Linked DNA regions of Anas platyrhynchos: region 2 is linked to region 1. The links are chromatin contacts, called in public Hi-C maps. All regions are on one chromosome and are shown on one strand. The core of a region is the stretch at or near the end of the contact, and the rest is flanking DNA. Distances in the headings are between cores, read along the strand shown.

Region 1 (2,649 bases), core at 62-2,561:
TAGAGAAGAAATTTAGGATTTTCAGGAGGACGGGCCGGAGGTTAGCCCCAGAAAAAAATAATAAAAAATAAAATAAAATAAAACAAGGTGAAAGGCAGGCGCAGGGGGGCAATAAGCCGCGATTACCTCCTGCGGGACCGCCTCGTTGCCCCACAACTTCACTGCGCTGGCAGGGCTCGGCTCCGCAGGGCAGGTCTGGGAGCAGCAGCCGCTCAGTGCCTTCCTCCGGCCGAACAAAGAAACTTCTGTGCCCGAGGAGAGCCTGGAAACTTTCCGTGTCCCCCCCCTACACACACACACCCCACCCCCGGACCCCCGCCCCGAGCCCCCCGCGCCGCGACGGACGGGGCACAAAGGGGCTGCGCGGGGCGGAAAAAATAAAAATAAAAATAAATAAAAATAAAAAAATAAAAGGCCAAAAAAAAACAGGATATAAAAACGAAGCGTGAACTCCTTCCTTGCTCCCCACCCCCTCCGGTGGCGGCGGGGGCAGGACCGAGCCGCTGTCCCCCCCCCAAATCTGCCCCCCCCCCACTCACCTCCTCGGCCGGCTCCAGCGGGCAGCGCTGTCCCCCGGCGCCCCGGGGAAACGTCTTAAATCCCACCACCGACTGCCCTGCGCCTTCGGGGAGGGGGGGAGAAGGGGGAGGAGAGGAGGGAGGAGAGAGATGAAAAAAAAAAAAAAAAAAGGGGTGGAGGGGGAAGAAAAAAAAAAAAAAAAAAAAAAAAGATGCAACAGCTTTCGGCGAGGATGGGGGCGCTGAGAGTGAGCGCGGGGGGGGGGGGGCGGCCGGGCCGAGCCGAGCCGAGCCGAGCCCAGCCGGGCAGAGCCGAGCGGGCAGAGCCGAGCCCAGCCGATCTCAGCCGATCGCTTCCGATCTGTGCCGATCTCAGCCGAGCCCAGCCGAGCCGGGCTCCTCCCGGCGGCAGCCCCGGGCCGTGCCCCGCGGTCCCCGCCCCGCACGGAGCGCGCCCCCCGGGCCCCGTCCCGCCGCCTGTCCGCTCCCCGGCGCCCCTCACCCCGCCGCCAAGGGCACGAGGGGCGCGGGCCGCCCTCCCGCTGCCTGCCGCCGTCCCCTCCTCACCTGCCCGCCCGCCGCCGCCGCCGCCGCCCTCTCCCCGCCTCCTCTCGCACACTTCCCCCCCGTGCTCTCCGCCTTCCCCCCCGCCCGCTCGCCCCGGCGACGGTGCCCCGGGGCAGGATGGATGGATGGACGGATGGATGGACGGACAGATGGAGGGATGGGGACACACGGACAACGGCAGCGGGGCGTACGAGGGCGGGAGGCCGCCGCCGCCGCCGCCTCCCAGGCCCAGGCCGGGAGCGGCGGGAGCGCCCCCACTGGCGGCGGCGGCGCAGCGCAGCGCATCCCCTCCCCCCCGCTCCCCTCCCGCCGCCGCCACTGCCGCCGCCGCCGCCGCCGGGCCCCTAGCCGGTGCGGGGCCGAGCGCGGGAGGCGGCGGCTCGGCCAATCGGCGGGCAGAAAGGTTGTGAGGGACGGGGCCCGCAGCCAATGGCGGCCCGCGGGGGGCGGGAGCGCGCTGTGGAGGAATGGGGCGAGGTGGGGGGCGGGGTGGGGGCCGCTCGCCGGGCGGCCGGCGGGGGGCTGCGGAGGGGGCTGCGCGCTGAGAAATGGGGCAGGAGGCTGGGGAGCGGCGTTTACGCGAGCCCCTGGCCAGCAGCGGGGAGCAGAGTGTCAGCTCGGGGCCAGCCTGAAGTGAAAAGCCCCCTAAGCCCCCAAATCCAGCGTCTGGGGCTCTGCGGCTGCCTCCCTCGGCTCCTGACGGGGCGCTTTGGGCGAAAACGCCTCAGCCCCGAGCAGCGACGCGGGGCTGGGCGGGTCCGCGGTACCCACGGCGTTTAACGCGGCTGTAACCTCCGCCAGAGTTACTGCTTTGTATCTGGGGGCACCCCGAGGCAGCCAGAGGCGTGCCTCTCCGTGAGGGCAGCGGCACTCACCGCCTCTCCTCCATCTCCACATACCGCCCTCCTCGGGGACTGCCCCTGTGCCGAGGTCCAAGTAATTAAACTGGATCAAACATAGCCACCGGAGCTGGTAAAAACACACACACACACACGTATATGCATTCCAATAAATACATATTTCCCAAACTTCCTTTTATTTATTTGTTTCCGTCGCTCGGATAAGCTGTTCTCTTCAAATAACTCGGCTCTGGACTCAGGCCAAGCGTGAGAGCTTCCGCCCCCAAAGTTCAAAGCACCGACAACAAATTCAGAGTTCCTCACTGTATGGCGCTACACCGGGGCTCTTAACAAAGTTGCTAATATTTTGTCTCGCAACCTCATGATCATTCCTACCTAACGACCAGTAATCCTTATCGTGATGAATACAAGTGCCATTCTGCCACAGATCCCCTCCATCACGAGCTCTACGAGGCACCTGTGTTACGCATGAGATTATTGTGGCTGTTTTTGGTGTGAAATTGCTCTTTGGCAAAGTTTACTGCAAATTGCCTAATGCATCTATTAATGCAGCTGGGTAACAGATGGGTGTGGGAAATTTATAGCAACTATTGTTCCCATGATGGACCTACCGTAATTGTAACGTTAGTTTCAATGTAAGACGCCATTTCACTTACAGTTTTAGCCATCAAAAATAAATGCCTGGCCAAAGATTACTGAAACTA
Region 2 (2,649 bases), core at 96-2,595, 47 kb before region 1:
AAAGAAAAAAATGCCACTTTTCAGTTTTGAAGCCATGCCCATGCTGCATACAGAGAACAATTCAATTTATTTAAATAAATAAAATTGTAAGTTGCTGTTGCTCATCTTATTTGCCATTGAATTTTACTCATTTGTGCTCCTACTATTTTTGCATGTACTTATTGCATTAAAAAATAAAAGGAAGAAAGTTTTTCTTTTTCTAGTAGTTTACCATACTATGAAATTAATACAACTAATGTATCAAGACTTCCAATTTAAAGAGCAAAGCTGTAACTCCCCCACAGTAACGTACTTCCAGAAATTAGCTCACCTTGTTACACTTAAAGCATGCCATCACAAAAACAGAACCAAAGCAGCAAAGTCTAACAAAGACAGTAACTAGTTTCAGCTGGTTTGCCATTTTCAGAAAAGTTTGTTTTCCTTATTTTGCCTTCCCATTGTATTTGAATCAATAAAATTGTAAGAGGTGCTATCAAAACAGCGTTTAATTTTGTGGTGCAAAAATAAAAGCAACCAAAATAAAGTCAAATCGCATCTTAATAGCATCCATCACTTAAAACCTTCTATACACTTGCAGTACATCTAAGACTTTGAAGGCTGCTTGAATTAGTTTAAGTCTTATCAACCTTGTTAACTAGAGACTGAATTTCAGCAGTGACACTTGCTAATAAACAGTGAAGGAACAACTGGAGAATACTGTGTAATTAATACAACATCCAGACAAGATTACTGGAGAATCTAGGGCAAAGCAAACGCTGTAATTCTGGCAAATCTACACTGAAACAGCAGTGGGCTGAATGCATAAATGGTGAGACATCTTCATTGAACAGAATAAGACTACTGGAAGCAGAAAAGCAACACATTGGTTTGAAATTGAAAGACCATGATCAATGAAAGAAAACAAGACCAACAGCAGGCTTGGATACACACTACAAACTAATAACTCAGGCACTCGGGGAGCGTGTCAGCCAGTGGAACATCTTGCTTTCCTGGAGCTCCTCAGCAATTCCCCGCACACTCCCGTCACCCGAGTGCCCGGCAGCCCAACAGCACCAGCACACCACAGGACATGTTTGTTTAAACACATGTCTGGCTGTGTTTTGATAAACATTTTAAAACACACACACACTTATCATGTTGCTTTGAGAATTCTGAGCTCATGCTGTTTACAAGTAGAATCTAAATTCACAGTAATTTTGTTCCTAATCCCTGTTAATTGGCATTAAAAGCAATAGTTTTATTGTGCCATTAGTTGCTGAAATTTCCTGTCTGATGCTAACAGGATGTGACCGCTCATGCTGTAAGCTGGTGAAAGGAGCCTCCCCCCCCAGCCTCTCTGAAGGGTGTTTACCAGTTACATCAGCAGCAGAGCTGAAAATGAAACCAGCCATCAGATGTTTATAGGGAAAGGCAAGAACAACCCGGCACAAAAATATCTGGTCAGGCTCCTTCTAGCCCACTCCATTACCTACAGATGAGCACAGAACCACAGAGCAGAGGATGTGTAAACACAGGAAAGAAAAAAAATGGGGGGGGGGAGGGCAGGCAGTGGCACGCACAGCAGCCTGATAGACTCGGGATGGCTTATCTGGCCAACTGACAGATGCCCCAACAAATTATTACTGAAACAGAATTATGAAAAAAATAATGTTGTTGTTTGTATGGTTTTTCATGAATCCTGTTTACTCCACTAAACAAACAACAAAAAAAAAATCACTTCTACACCAGCAAATTGGTACAAAATGAAGTTTCTGGCATTGGCAAGAAAAACACGAATTGATTTGTCTTCAGAAATGTTACAGGCTTTTCTCTTCCAAAGGCAGCAACATGCACCAGAACACATGCCCAGATATAGGCCGTTTGCTTGATGTTAAAAGAGGCTCTATTGTGTCAACTCCCAGCACAACTTAAACCAAGCTCTTCCAGCCAACAAGAGCTCTAGCCCTCAAGAATTCGGGTAAACTGTAAACATCTTCATACTGTAAGGAACTGGGAACATCCTCAGCTCTTACAGGAAAGCAAAGAGCCAGGGTCTGGGGAGGGGGCGGTTTGGCTTGGGCATCCCCCAAAAGCATCTCTCCTCTCACAGCGGGGAGGGGACAGCGAGATTCCTGTGCAACCCACAAACCCTGACCCACATGCCTGCTCCACAGCAACCCTTCTTGCTCTCTTCGTGAGAGGAAAGCATGGCTCTGGAGCCTGATGGACTCTGACAAGAAACTGAAACATCAAAAGAAAGGCTGTACTGTGAGGAGACTGCCTCTTGTTAAATGCCACTGGCATGCTCTGGTTGTGGTTTCAAAACCTCATTTGGTGACAACACCAAGTTAAGGTATTTTCACTTCCTCTTGCCTCCCACCCGTGCTATTTCTTTCCACCTCTTCTAGAAAACAAAACAAAACAAAAAATGTAGAGATTTTTTTTTTCAAAGTCAGACTGTTTTTTGTCATTTGCTTCATTGAATGAAACCAGAAAACACTCAGACAAACAACAAAACAATGAAACAAAGTGCTGCAGTAGGGGGAGAGAACAAGCAATAGCGAACAGATTTATGAAAAGGTTTTTTGGAACCATTTCACCATTTTAATGTGAAGCTATAGCCTGAGTCTCCCTGCTCCTGATATGAATACAATGTTCAACTGCATTCAC

What was found. Hi-C and Micro-C count contacts between places; a contact is called where the count stands out from the background.
Region 2: a contact with region 1 is called in a Hi-C map of small yellow follicle, with 2.9 times the contacts expected there. The contact joins the enhancer-like site here to the promoter of ERBIN in region 1. A contact is called at or near these places in 3 of 8 Hi-C or Micro-C datasets (liver, small yellow follicle and subcutaneous adipose tissue).

The regions. Positions count from the first base shown.
Region 1 is chrZ:22,981,867-22,984,515 of IASCAAS_PekinDuck_T2T, reverse strand. ERBIN (erbb2 interacting protein) reads right to left here and starts at 1,311. Exons shown (of 28, transcript XM_072031772.1): 1 at 1,086-1,311; 2 at 540-622.
Region 2 is chrZ:23,028,852-23,031,500 of IASCAAS_PekinDuck_T2T, reverse strand. The region is part of intron 3 of ERBIN (erbb2 interacting protein); the gene reads right to left. Among named protein-coding and RNA genes, the nearest start is that of ERBIN, 47 kb to the right of the region's middle. Within about 2 kb of position 1,345, at least 1 of the 8 cell types and tissues checked has an H3K27ac peak or open chromatin away from gene starts, as enhancers often do. A contact at or near this core is called in subcutaneous adipose tissue, where this site is marked.